Regions from separate parts of the Mus musculus genome. Here region 2 is linked to region 1. Evidence: chromatin contacts called from public Hi-C data. All regions are on one chromosome and are shown on one strand. Each heading gives the region's core, a stretch centred on a gene start, on an enhancer-like site or on the middle of the called end of the contact. The rest is flanking DNA. Distances are from core to core; before and after follow the strand shown.

Evidence for each region. Hi-C and Micro-C count contacts between places; a contact is called where the count stands out from the background.
Region 2: a contact with region 1 is called in a Hi-C map of granulosa cells, with 2.3 times the contacts expected there. The contact joins the enhancer-like site here to the promoter of Rlim in region 1. A contact is called at or near these places in 2 of 39 promoter capture datasets (embryonic stem cells and stem cell-derived epiblast-like cells), 3 of 484 Hi-C or Micro-C datasets (Sertoli cells, granulosa cells and ventricular fibroblasts) and 4 of 115 datasets of contacts at active chromatin or transcription factors (embryonic fibroblasts, embryonic stem cells and trophoblast stem cells).

The regions. Positions count from the first base shown.
Region 1 is chrX:103,975,975-103,982,753 of GRCm38.p6, reverse strand. It overlaps Rlim (ring finger protein, LIM domain interacting), which reads left to right and starts at 1,469. Exons shown (of 5, transcript NM_011276.4): 1 at 1,469-1,691; 2 at 3,420-3,481.
Region 2 is chrX:104,011,710-104,018,907 of GRCm38.p6, reverse strand. No RefSeq gene overlaps it. Among named protein-coding and RNA genes, the nearest start is that of Gm23378, 14 kb to the right of the region's middle. Within about 2 kb of position 3,602, at least 28 of the 459 cell types and tissues checked have an H3K27ac peak or open chromatin away from gene starts, as enhancers often do. A contact at or near this core is called in granulosa cells and trophoblast stem cells, where this site is marked.

The DNA of each region.
Region 1 (6,779 bases), core at 220-2,719:
TGTCGCGGTCTACAGACACAGCAGATGAGAGCATCGGATCACATGGCAGACGGTTGGGAGCCACCACGTGGTTGCTGAGAATTGAACTCAGCGCCTCTGGAAAAACAGTCTGTGTGCTTAACCGCTGACTCATCTCTCCAGCTCTTTACCGCGTTCTTAACCGGTGAGATAAACTAAGTGCTTTACAGAAAATTACGTAGGTAATGGAGAAGGTTAAATAGAGTGGTCACGGGTTTCTCTAGGAGGTGAGGTGAGGCCTAGACGATCCATGTAAAAAATATGAAAAGAAAAATATTATAGTGTAGTTTATGTGTGTGCCTTTTTTTTGTTTTTTGTTTTTGTTTTTCGAGACAGGGTTTCTCTGTGTAGCCCTGGCTGTCGTAGAACTCACTCAGTATACCAGGCTGGCCTTAAACTTACACAGAGATCTGCCTGCCTCTGCCTCCTGAGTACTGGCGTTAAAGGCGAGCCACCGTCGACCAGCTTCCAGCTTCCAGCCCAGTTTAAGCAACTGATGTAGCAATAAGTTAGGTTCGTTGGAACAACAGTAAAAAAGTTAGTCTACCTGTTCTTTTATCAGAAAACAGAAAAATAGGGTGGGAACACAGAGACGTACTTTAAAACGGGGTGGGGGCGGTTGGGTTCTTATTCCCTTTAACTGAACAATGGGAACTGAAAGGTGTATGGCGCATTCCCTCTGGTCCTTTCTTTAGGCTTTAGCATCCAATAGACGCTTCCTTAACCGCCCTTTTCGAATTCCCCCACTATCACTTTTTCCCATCCATTTACAAATCGCCACACCCTTTTAAAGTACTCTAGTTAGAGCCTCGAGGAGGCCTTCCCCACCACTTTTTAACATTGCAAATTCACTTTTGTCCCCACGTTTTATGCCTCCACCCACTTCCTCACTTTTAATCTCTAGTATTTAGCAACAAATTGTTTTATAAGTGTGTTCACCCTAGATTACCAAATCCCTTAAGGACTGAGAATTCTTGGACTATTTCAACTTAATTTATGGTTCAACTTCCTCAACATCTACAGCTGTGCTTGAGCTACAGTTGGCATTCGATAAATACATGTTGAATAAAAGGTTGGCTGCCGTCTACACTAGTCTGGACTGTATGGATCAATGCCAGTTACACCGATACTACATTCTTGTTCTCTGTGAAGGGCTTCAAGCGGCCCGACTGTGACGTCCTTCAGCTTTCAAAATGGGAAAGCGAAGGTTCCCACAATTCTCAGAACGCGAATTTCTCGCTACAACTCAAAATGGCGAAGGAGGGTGGGGCCTGTCACATGGTGGGCGTCCCAGTAGCATTTTTTTCCCGACCCGCCGCCCGTCTGGGCGGGTAGTCTGTCCGGCCCCTCCTCTGCCCACCAGGCCTTTTCGAGGGCTCAACTGGGATTGGCTGGCCAGCAGTCTGGGCGGGGGCCTGTGAAGCTGGGAGCGCAGCATCACTTCCTGTTGTGGGCAGTCATTTCCTGTCAGTGCTAGGTAACAATGGGGAAGATAATGGCTGATTGAGCTACGTCTCCGAGCTGGCGCTGTTCTAGAGGCGGGTCTCTTGCCCGGGTTTAGAGGCGGGTTAGAACGCGGCGGCAGCGGCAGCACAGTAGCGCAGCGGAGGTCCCAGTGGCGGCGGCGGAGCCCAGTTGAGTTCCCTCCTGGCCGAAACACCGTGTAAGTGAAGGTACGGGCACCCCGAGAAATGGGATGTCGGACTGGAGGCAGGCAGGGGCCGCGGCCCTCAAAATGGCCCGAGTTGGCCAGCCGCGGCCGAGACACCCACTACGGCCTCCGGACCTGGGCTCCCGGCTGTGGGGGGCTCCGTGGCGTAGTCGCCGCTGCCATTTTAGTTGGGTGGCGTGTGTCGGCCCCGCTCGTGGAAGAAGGGGAAGGAGTCGGGCAGGACTTCCTCTCCCAGGCCGTGGAGTCGGGGCCCGGCCCTCCCGAGCTAAGAACGAACGCCGGGGAGGCGATCCTGGACTCCGGGCCTCAGGCGTGAGGATGGCTCCAGTGCTTCTTACTAAGAGGTTCCCCCCACCCCCCATCGTCGTCGCCCCGCGTTGCGTATCGGGCTAGGGTTTGGGGAAGTGGGGTGGAGGTGCTCTTAATTCGGATGTTGGGAACTCTTGAACCTTCAGATTTTCACAGGATTCGCAGAGCCTCATTTTGAACGCTTCTGTAGGGCATGACCAGTTTGTTAACCTCTGGGGCTACGGTGACAGTCTTCCGGGAGGATCGGAGACAAACGTGGTTTGCTTCCCTGCACCTTTAGCCCTAAGTGTATCCTTGGCCAGATTTTACTAGAAGGGTTTTCCTCCTCACAAGAAAAAAAAAATTAAAAAAACGGAGGGAAAAGACGTTGCGGGTTGTTTTCCCTGGTAAGTGTGGGAATTGAGCCAGACTATTTTCAAGTTAATTTCCGTGTGATCTGCCAGCAGCCCTACCCCTCCCCCACTCAGAAAAAAACCCCTAAGGGTCTCTGCTTCTGCGGGCGGGCGGTACCTGCCACGTACGCCATAGCTTAGTAACTAGTATTAACCGGTTGGGCTTCTGCTTCCTGAATACTCAGTCCCTTTCCCCCTTCTGCTGATTAATTTCAAGATGGAGGAGACAGCCACGTTCTTTTCCTGGACAGTTTCACCATACTTATTCCACAGGTTCGTTTGGCATCTGAGGCCTAGGAGACTAGTTATTTAGGTCATTTTTTTCCTCTTTTGGAGGGGAAAGGGATTTTATATCAGATTCTCATGGGCTCCTGGCAGGCCCCACTGTATATATGTTTTTTTTTCCTAGAAATAAGTTGCTTACATTTCTTGACTTGTAATTAGCCACCGTGCGTTTGAATGATTGAAGACAGAAAGAATAGGAAGTGTAGTCCTAATCATTTCTTTGATTCTTTATAATTAGGAGGCAGGCACAATTACAGGTCCACCTTTTCCTCAAATCAGTTTCTGAAATACAGGTTAAGGATCTAAAAGGACCAACCCAAGCACCCTTTAAGATAACTATTTAAGGGCAAACAATCATGCTGAAAAGGTCACAAATATCTCTTAGCTTAAAATGTCCTGATGATTTTTATTATTTTAATTTCTGCCTTAGGCTACTGTGGTATGCCAAATAAGTTCTTGAAAGTGGCTCGTAGAACTTGAAAATAATTATTAGTCTGATAAGGAAAAGCCTATTTTAAACAAGCTAATATTAAAAGGTAGATTGCCTCTTGGCCTTTAAAGGAAATCTTTTATCTAACTCCTGGTTCCTTCTGACCTTGGTTGTCCAAATATACTAATACTAACATTAAGTTAGGTTGGGTTATGATATATATAACCAAAATGTGTTTTTAAGAATTTGTTGTATTTCAAAGAAAATACGGATTTTGTAATAGGAAGAATAATGAATGCTTTTTTTTTTCTAGAGCTGAGTGAAGAAGACTAAAATCCAGTTTATTGGATTTCAATACTATGTCCTAAAAGACAGGTAATTATTTTTGTGTTGTCTCCTGGTGATTTATAATAATAGAATGCATTTTACAAATATACGTTCTATTCTACAGTCATGTGGTTGGATGGATTCATTGGTGTTGGCTATTCATAATGGGTACTTTCTACTGTGAATTCAAAGGGTACCTTTTCAGTACCTGAAAGTGCTTTATCTGTGGCATCTGTCTGCCTGCCTGTCTGTCTATCTATCTATCTATCTATCTATCATGCTCTTTTTCAAGACAGTCTCTCTTTGTAATCCTGGAACTAGTTCTATAGATCGGCAGGCCTGGAACTTAGAGATCCACTTGGTCTGCCTCCTGAGTGCTAAGATTAGAGGTGTGCGCTGAAAGAAAGAAAAAAGTATGCTGTTTTTAAGATGTTGTTAGAGACCTGGGTATAAGAAGTTGTTTTTAAATGTTCAGTGAATAAATGAAATAGCAATAGAATATGTGTTACTTTCTGTGCCATAATTTTCTTTTCCTCTTCAAGATTCAAGAAGTCATGTTGGTATGTATTACTCTAATTGGAATTAATTTTTTCATTATTATTAACATTGTAAGATAAATATATAAATTACTTGTGCTAACCAGTACACTTAATAAGAAAGCAAATGCAAACTTAGATTGTCCTAAGCCAACTGGTTATGGTTTTGAAGCACTTATTTTATCTCAGGTCTGTCTCAACACTGAAGGCACCAAACTCACCTCTATACCTGTTGGTTCTCCAGTTACCAGAAAGCTAGTGGAAATTAAAAGCGATAATCTGTAAGTTATCTTGTATCCGAAAACTATAAATTCTAAAGTAATTTGCCTCAGTGGATCAGGTGAGAGGGGAGAGTTATCAACCAGTATACACTATTTGGGTGGTTTGCTATAGAGTTTCTATTTCATCTAGTAATATTCTTGGTGTAAGTTGAGAAATTTACTTAAAAGAAAAGTCAGTGCCATGGTGGCCCACATCTGGAATCCTGACAGTTGGAGGACCAGACACAGGAAGATCATCACAACTTGAGCCCACCAGATCTAGATAGTGAATTCCAGACAAGATAGTAAAATCTTGTTTCAAAAAAAAATAATCAGGAGTCTTTTTAAAGAAACAGCTTAATAACAAATTCTTTAGAAATGATAGGCTGAGCTGGGCAGTGGTGGCACGCATCTTTAATCCCAGCACTTAGGAGGCAGAGGCAGGAGGATTTCTGAGTTCAAGGCCAACCTGGTCTACAGAGTGAGTTCCAGGACAGCCAGGGCTACACAAAGAAACTGTCTCGAAAAACCAGAAAAAAAAAAAAGTTAGGCTGATATTTTTCAGTTGATTAACATTGTAATAAGGCTTTCAGGAAGAGGAGACGAGTGGAGCATTTGCATTTATAAAATTGCATTCCATGTACTTTTTCCATAATCCTAAAGGACTGGGAAATAGAACTACCTCTTGGACTAGCATCCTGTTCCTTTGATTTACTCTAGAGTGGGTAACATAAAAAAGTAAAAAAAATAAATAAATAAGGTTCTGGACTTTGAAGTCACTGTCTAGGAAGAGGCCATTCTGTTTTGTAGGTATACTTATCTAACATGGAGATTTCTAAATCCTTGGGGCCCAGTTAATACAGTACTTTGAAGTTTTGATAACCAATGCTCAGACAGTAATAGTTGCATTGTTTTTTCCTTCATCATTTATTTCACCTTTGAATAGGGATATTTCCTAGATAGTATATAAAGCAGTTCATCTTTCCTCCTTCAGTTAACTGAGGTGTTTTTCAAAGATGGTTATCTTGTTTATGGGTGTATATGGTTTTGAACATAGTATTTTCCACCTGAAATTTGTAATTGTCAATTTCACTCTAGATTTTCTCATATTAAACTTGAGATTTTTATTCCATTAATTACAGCAGCACCAATAGATGTGTGGAACAAATATCTGTAGTAGACAGCAGCATAATTGTCTGTCTGCATGTGCTTAAGGTAGGTTAATGGTAATAACTGCACATCTATAGATTACTGTTTGTGACCTGTGGCAGTCTAAAGGAGTCTGATGGGAATGATTCTTTCTGGTTAGGGAGATATACTAGTTTGATGATAACTTAGGTGCAGGTATAAAAGGTTCTTATTAGTGTATGAGTCAGGGTTAAAGGCCCACACATGATTTCTGTGTAGCAACAGTACCTCAGGAAGGATAGAGTTATCATGTTTGATCTTAAAGACTTGTTTTCCTCAACTAAAATGAATTTGTTGGTATAGGTGATAGGCCAGTCCTTTTTTGGCTGTGTTTTTTTTTTATTTATTTTTATTTTTTAAAGATTATTTGTTATATTCAGTACACTGTAGCTGTCTTCAGACTTACCAGAAGAGGGCGTCAGATCCCATTACGATGGTTGTGAGCCACCATGTGGTTGCTGGGATTTGAATTCAGGACTTTCGAAGAGCAGTCAGTGCTCTTAACCCACTGAGCCATCTCGCCAGCCCCCTATTTTTAATTTTTTTTAAGGCAAGGTTTCTTCTGTAGTACAAGCTGTCCTGGAGCTAATTATATAACAACCTCATGGAAATCTTCCTGTCTCATCTTCTGAGTATTTTGGGAAAATATTTTTGTTTTGTTTTGTTTTGCTTTGCTTTGCTTTTTGATAAGATTTGTTGTGTAGCCCAGGCCATCCTTGAACTCCTGATCTTCCTACCTTGGGCTTTTACACTGCTAGAATTAACAGGAGTGTTTCAGAGGCCCAGCTTGATAAGGACTCTTCAATCTTGAAGTAGTACTGTGGTTACTGACTGCTGTCAGCTGGAGATGGAGTGTCATCAGAGTGGCTTCCCACTAACCTGATCCTATACATTGGTAGCATAGCGCAGTTTTGTCCTTTATTATATTTACTCTGTAGTTATTTCAATTGTTTTAGAGACTTGTAGGTGGAATTGTGGACTATAAGTCTAGTACTCCTCTGCAAAGAGCTTGGGCATGAGGGACATTGCCGAATCTGTTTTGGATTTCTCAACTACCCTTTCAAGAGGTAAAGATAGGAAATGACAAGAAAAGCTAAGTGTGCATTACTGTTTGGGTAATAGGTAATCTCTCCTTAATATGGTGTCTTACGAGTGTTGAGTGCACTATATATGCTGCTAGCATGCTGCTGGAAATTTATGAACAAATTGTGTGCATGGTGAGCAGAATCTTCCCATAAATAAATGCAGTAACACAACTCTGTTCTGTTTTTTTTCAATTCAATGTATTTGTATTAAGTATTTTACCTATATGTGCATATATGCATCGTATGTGTGTCTGTTGCCTATGTGGCCAAGGGAGGA
Region 2 (7,198 bases), core at 2,353-4,852, 34 kb before region 1:
AAGTCAAGGAGCAGAGTGCCATTCTTTTGTCTCTCATGTTACACTCAGTGCCTAGTGAAGCAGCCAACTCAGCTCAGGCACAGGGCTGTGGTCACCTATTGCTTAGTGATGCAAGCCACCTATTCCAGCCACATGTTAAAAGCTCAGAAGACATACACTGTGTTTTCTAAAACTACTTGTCTAGTCCAAAAGTGTGTTGCTTTCTTTTCCATTCGTTTTCCTTCATTGTGCAAGCCAGATGTTCTAGAGTAAAAAAAAAAAAATCATTTTAACTCCATCTCAAATATGCCCAAATCTTTCTGTTAGCAAGAGGGAGATGTAAGGCCTATTTGTCAGAATGGAGTTGTCTTGTCCGCCTAACTGAACTTCATTTAGGTTGGGCATGGATTTGGAGGTAAGTTATATCCGGAGGCTGTGATTAACTTCCCAGGAGAACTAGCAGTCAGTTTTCTCCTTTTCGTGATCAAATATCTGACAAGAAGCAAACTAAGGGTGGGGTGATGCACTTTGACTCATAATTTAGGGACTATAGTCTATCGTGGCAAGGAGGGGTGGCAGCAAAAGGCTGCCTGCTCACATCTCAGTGGATCTGGAAACAGAAATCCTCTCTTCATTCAGTCCAGGACCCCTTCCTATGGGTTACTGCCATCCAAATTTAGAATCTCTCCACCTCAGTTAGTTCTCTCTTGGCCCTGATCCTTGGAATCAGTAAACCTACCCAAGATCTGCCCCCTAATAAACCTGCCTTTATATACTTTAATCAGGCTTGAATTGGCTCATTTCTCCAGTGCAGAATAACTTATCAGTAACCCTGGCTCCATGTGAAACAGAGATATCTATGAAATAGTCTTCTGAAAACATTTAACCTTTAAAAAACGTCTAAGCTAAATTTTCCAGGTAATAAAATGTGGTCATTTATTTAGCCACTCATCTTTCAATGGACATTTGGAGTTCTAGTATTTGACAACTATTAACAAAGACTTTATGTATTTTTTCAGGACAACTCTTTACTTTTAATATAGTAACATGATTTTGGATACCGCAGCTTACCCCTCTCTCTTATCATTATATTCCTCTGGCATAGTTGCAGACTGAGCTTTGGCAGGCGAAGACTGATTGGGCCTTTGTGCTAACTTCACATATTATGCTGTTCTTTAGTTACTCTGAAATGCATCCACTGTCAAAGAAGGCAAACTAGCACAACTTACCTAGAGATCTAACTGGTTCACTTTGCCTTGCTTCTGACGCCCTTTCCTCTACCACAAGTTCTTGAATTACTTCCGATTGTTCCTCGGGTAGACCTTGATCCTGCTTGTCAATTTGAAAGGTCCAAAAGGTTTGGACTAGAAAGCAGATCAAGAGGCATGAGAGCCAGCAATACACAAGGAATGTGGCTTCACTTAGGGCTGAGAAGGTGTGGGAGGGGAGAAAGCCAGTGAAATAAATTACAGCAAATCCAAAGGAAAACATCCGAACAGAAAGTGCACTAAGAACAGACTGTGGCAGTAATGCCTTGGCCTTGAGAATCTGGTTGGCACAGCAACAGCTTAAGGACCTTGGCAGCAGGCAGAGCAACTACAGTGTGTTTTAAATGAACAGAGAACCACAGCCCAGGAGACTATTTTAGCTTTAGAAATGTCAGAAGGCAAACCAAAGGATTATCTAGAAATAAAAGTAGTGAAAGCTTAAGATCTTAGAGGTCAAAGTCTGCCTTTGTGAAAGGGAAAAGAGGGATGCACCCTAGAAGCTAGCCCTAAGTCTAAAAGCAACGCATGTGTACCTACAGATCACTGTATCGGTTCTTTGTTAAAATATTATAAGGATATTTATTACATATTTATTTAAATGTATTTATGTACATTTAATGTCAAAAATGATGTTTTGGTATAAATTAAGGAAAATAATATATTTTCCTGTTATTATATCTAGAAAGGGTAACTCTGAGACTTAATGAAAAATAAAGGAAAATATAAAATTATAAACTTTCCCACAAGGAAACCCAAATTCAGAAAGTTTTTAAGGTGCTCTCTGAAAACCACCAAACGTCACAATATTCAGATCATTGGCAGATGTAGTAGAGCACACCTGTAATCCCGGAACTTGAGAGGTGGAGTCAGGAGAATCAGAAAGGAGTTCAGAGACATCTCAGCCACATAACAAGTTTAAGACAAGCCTGAGCATGGCTGCACAAGTCTCAATTCTAGCACTCAGGAAGCAGAAGCAGACAGATCCTATCTGTGAGTTTGAAGTCTGGGCTGGATGTTCTAGGCCACTGAGGGCCATATAATGAGACCCTGTCTTTTTAAAATCAATAATAATGATGGTGGTGGTGGTGATAAAAAACAATAAAAGCAGACTACCCAGCTTCCCTGCATATCTAAACAGTCAGAAAGAAGGCCTGCAATAGGGCTCAGTGGCTATGAGCTTTTCCTGTCAAGCCAGATAACCTAAGTTAATTCCTGGAACCCACAAGGTAGATGGAGCAAAGAAACATGTGCAAGTTGTCCTCTGACCTTCACACATGTACTGTGGTATATATAGTCATAGACACACACACACAGAGACACACACAGAGACACACACAGAGACACACACACAAGCACACACATAGACACACACACACACACACACACACACACACACACACACACACTCACTCAGTAAAGCCGGATTTCAAGGTCTATGAGTCAGCTCTGACTTGAATGAAGGAATGATGCACATATCTCCCAGAAGAAATTACCCTGCATATGAATGTGAAAATGGTTAAAGTTTTTTTTTTTCAGAATGTTGAATGCTTTCAGTAGGTCATGAATTTATTTATTTGTGGCTCTCACTATGAGAAGGCAAAACCTGAAGAACTGTCTTAAGAAAACTAATGTCTTATATGTTCGGTTTCGAGCCTGATGTTTAACAGCTGAGACATTTCCGTGGTGCATGCTTTTAATCCTAGCACTCAGGAGGCAAAAGCAGGTAGATCTCTGTATTTGAGGCCAGCCTGGTCTGTGGAAGGAAATCCAGGACAGCCGCGACTACATAGAGAGACCTTGTCTCAGGAAAAAAAGAATAAGAAGAGGAGGAGGAGGAGGAGGGAGAGGAAGAGGAGACAGACAGACAGAGGAGGGGGAGGGGGAGGAGAAGGGAGGGGGACGGGGAAGGGAGGGGGAGGGAGAGGGAGAGGGAGAGGGGGAGGGAGAGGGAAAGAGAGAGGGAAAGAGAGAGGGAGAGACTAATGTTTAGAGCTAGTCGTGGTCATTCCAGTACTACCCAAGAGACAGAGGCAGTAGGACCAGTGCAAGTCAATCCCTTGCCAACCTGGGCTACTTGAGTTCCCTGTCAGCATGGGGCTACATAGCAAGACTCCAACTCAAAAACCACAATAACAACAAATTAAGACTACGAAAAACAAAATTAACCTGAAAGTAGTGCTGGCCTTTCACAGGTAGAAGGAAAAAAACAGGGAACCTTAAATAAATACGGGCAAAAGAAGAGAAAAAGCATTTCAAATCATGTTCTACTATTGGCGCTTTTGTAGCTCAGTAGTCCTCAGCCACATCCTGTTTCCCCAAACCCTGCTTTCTTTATCTTCTCAAATCTTCTAGGGCTTGGATAACCTGTAGTACAGCATTCTTTTGGCTAAAGGCAAACAACCACTTTAGTTCAGGAATGTGTTGTGAGTACTCTACGTGCTAGGTAAGGTGTGTAGGGACAATCAATGGACTTCTTTTAACCAGCAGGTTTTGGTGAACTCAACAATATTGAGCATTGCTAGGTGGTGGTGGCACATACCTTTAATCTCAGTTCTTGGGAGACAGAGGCAGGTGGATCTCTGTGAGATCGAGGCCAGCCTGGTCTACAGAGTGAGTTCCAGGACAGCCAGGGCTACACAGAGAACCCTGTCTCAAAACAAAACAAAATAAAACACAAGAACAAATAATGTCTAGCCATCACCACAGGACAGATATTCGTGGGGACACAGATGCACAGAGATAAGTAGGTGATGGAGACTATAAGGAATGCTGAACCATGACTTTTACATGGAAAGAAGCAAGTTGTAGATTTGAGCTATCCTCTCAGAAGAGGAAATCCATTCAGTTCATAAGAATGCATGAGTCAAAGACATGAGTCAGAGTCATATGTATGGTGGCATATCCCTGGAATACCAGCATTTAGGATGCAGTCGCAAGAGGATGCCTATAAGTATGAAGAAGCTAGCCTGAAATTTATACTGAGTTCCTGGCAAAGCAGGGTTACAAGCAACAACAACAAAAAAGGAAATTTTTCTTTAAATATGTAAGTCAGGTTGGCCAAAGGTTTGGCCCCCATAGAATCATGACTTTGAATGCTTGGCCCATGGACACTGGCACTATCAGAAGATGTGGCCTTGTTAAAGTAGGTGTGGCCTTATTGGAGGAAGTGTGTCACTGTGGAGGTGGGTTTTGAGGTCTTATATGCTTAAGCTGTGCCCAGCATGGAATTGCAGTTTCCTCCTGGCAGCCTGAGGAAGACTATCCCCTTCTACTGCCCGTGGATCAAGATGTAGAACTCTTAGCTCCTCCTACACCATGTCTGCCTGCACATTGCCATGCTTCTCACCATGATAATAGTGGACTAAACCTCAGGACCTGTGAGCCAGCCCCAATTGTTTGCCTTTATAAGAGTTGCCTTGGTCATGATGTCTCCTCACAGCAATGAAACCCTAAAAGAGTGGGTAATGTGGTAAAGAGGAGGCCCTTACAAATCAGGCAGTATACACCAGGTGGTATGAGGCTCCTAACACATATACAGCAGAGGACTGCCGGGTCTGGACTCAGTCAGAGAAGAAGCACCTAACCTTCAAGAGACTTGAGGCCCCTGGGAGTGGGGAGATCTGGAGGTGGGGGTGGGGGAACATCCTTGTGGAGATGGCAGGGAGGAGGTTTGGGATGTGGAAAAGTCAGAGGGTAGACCGAGAGGGAGGGTAAAATCTGGACTGTGAAAAAAGACTAAATAAAAAAAATTAAAAAGGAGGCCCTTAAGGGAAGATTAATGAAAAAGACTACCTCAAAAAATATCTAAATTCTACAAGACAAGACAGGAGTCTGTTCCAACCAGCAATCCATGACCAAAACTTAAGATCTGAGACTCCATATGGAGTAATCTCCTATCTATATCCCACGTCCTTATGAAGACATCTGAGCATATCATACAGCTTCCTTCTTCTAAACAGATGTTAATGTTTGAAAAAGAAACCACAACTTCCTCATACCTGAACACTCTCTCAAGAAAGGGTTAGTGGAGTGAAGGACTCACATGTCTTAGGCAATACTGATTAATGGGTTGTTGGTCTGTCTTCAGGCACTTTCCTCAGTGGCAAAATACTTGAGTGTGACAAAGGTTAAATCTGAAAAGTCCATATTTGGGAATAAGGGATACTGTGACAGGAAACAGGCTGCCCTGTGACCTTTGTCTGCACACCAGCTGCAGCTTCCCATGATAAGCAGTGCACATTGCTAGCATCTCTGTCCTCCTTAGGTCATTGCTGGAGCTTCCGCCTTCCCTCCTCTGGTTCCAATCACTGTTCTGTCCTGTGAGAAGCTGCCCCGCGGGTACTTGGAATGTGTAACACACTGCCCAACTCCCCAGGATTCCCTTTGAGATCTCAGGGGAAGCCTCCATTTCCCCATGAGCCTTGCATTTTGCCTCTCTCCAAAGCCAGTATTGTGTGGAACATGACAAAATGCTATGCCTGAGCCTGCCCGAACCCTGGTTACACTGCTCTTTCTGAGTGTCTAGCCAAAAGAACAATTCCGTAGCCATTTCTGAGCAAACCAGGCACTCTGAGGATATAAAAAATGCACACAGGGCCAGTAAGATGGCTCAGTTGACAAAGGAAATTCTTGCCAAGCCTAACTACTTGATTTTACTCTTCAGGACCCAGGGAAAATTGACTCCTGCAAGCTATCTTCTGATCTCCATACAAGTGCTCCCCACATAATAAGGAAACAAATAAATAAATAAATAAATGCAAAAAAAAATAAAGATTCTGATCTGGACTATCTTTGCAACAAAACTTTTTTTTTTGAGACAGGGTTTCTTTGTATAACAGACCTGGCTCTGGAGACCAGGCTGGCCTTGGAATCACAGAAGTCCATCTGCCTCTGCCTCCCCAGTGCTTTGATTAAAGGTGTGCACCACCACCTAGCCAAATTTGCACTTCTATATTCCCGAGCCAGGGATAGCTAATGCCTTAGCAATTGCTGAGGTGATTTCTGGGTCCATTCTTCCTATTGGTCCCAGGACAAAGTGTCGAGCTTCTTTTTTCAGTATTAACAGCCTAACTGTTCTCGTGTACATCTTTGCAAGGACTTTTTTCTGGTTGAGCTCTACAATTTCCCAATACGTCTTTGTTCTTTTTGGTTGTTGATTCTCACTGTAGACTTTGCTAAAGGCAGCCAGCCATACTCATACTGATTTCTGTGTATTTTGCTGTCTTTCTAATCCCACCCATCAGTTATACTAGCTCCTCACCTTTAAGCTTGGCTTCTCATTTAGGTCTCAAGACATGGATTAAATATAGGAACATTATTTTTTGCTATGGCAGGTGGCAAGGGTGGCCTCTACTGCAACTCCCAGTTGGGGCTTCATTTCTGTCTGGAACCACATTAGCATGGGCTGGATTACTCATAAATTCTATCAGAATTCTTGTTATCAGAGCCTACATCAGATTCTCCCGATAAACCAGTAGCCTTTTCTGTTTTACAAGGCCAAACTTCTCATCCAAACTAGTTGCAAAAGCCCTTCTATATTTTCAGATATATGGCTATAGCAATAACCTTGAATCTCAGTACAAATTTCGTGTGTTACTTTTTGCCTTGTTGTAACAAAATACTTTAAAAATAAATTTTCAAGGTTTGTGTGTGTGTGTGTGTGTGTGTGTGTGTGTGTGTGTGTGTGTGTGTGTATTTGATTCTTTTGGGTGGCCTGTGCATGTCATGTATGGATGTCAGAGGAAAACTTGTGGATGGTTTGTTCTCTTCTACTCTGTGGAATCTGCAGACTGAGCTCAGGAAGTCAGATTTGGCCACAAGCAGCGCCTTTACTGATGATCAAACCATCTCGCTGGCTCTTTTTTTTTTTTTTTCCTTGAAACAGGGCTCTTTTTCCGTCCGTATAGCCCTGGCTGTCCTGGAACTCACTATATAGGGTTGAACCCAGAGCT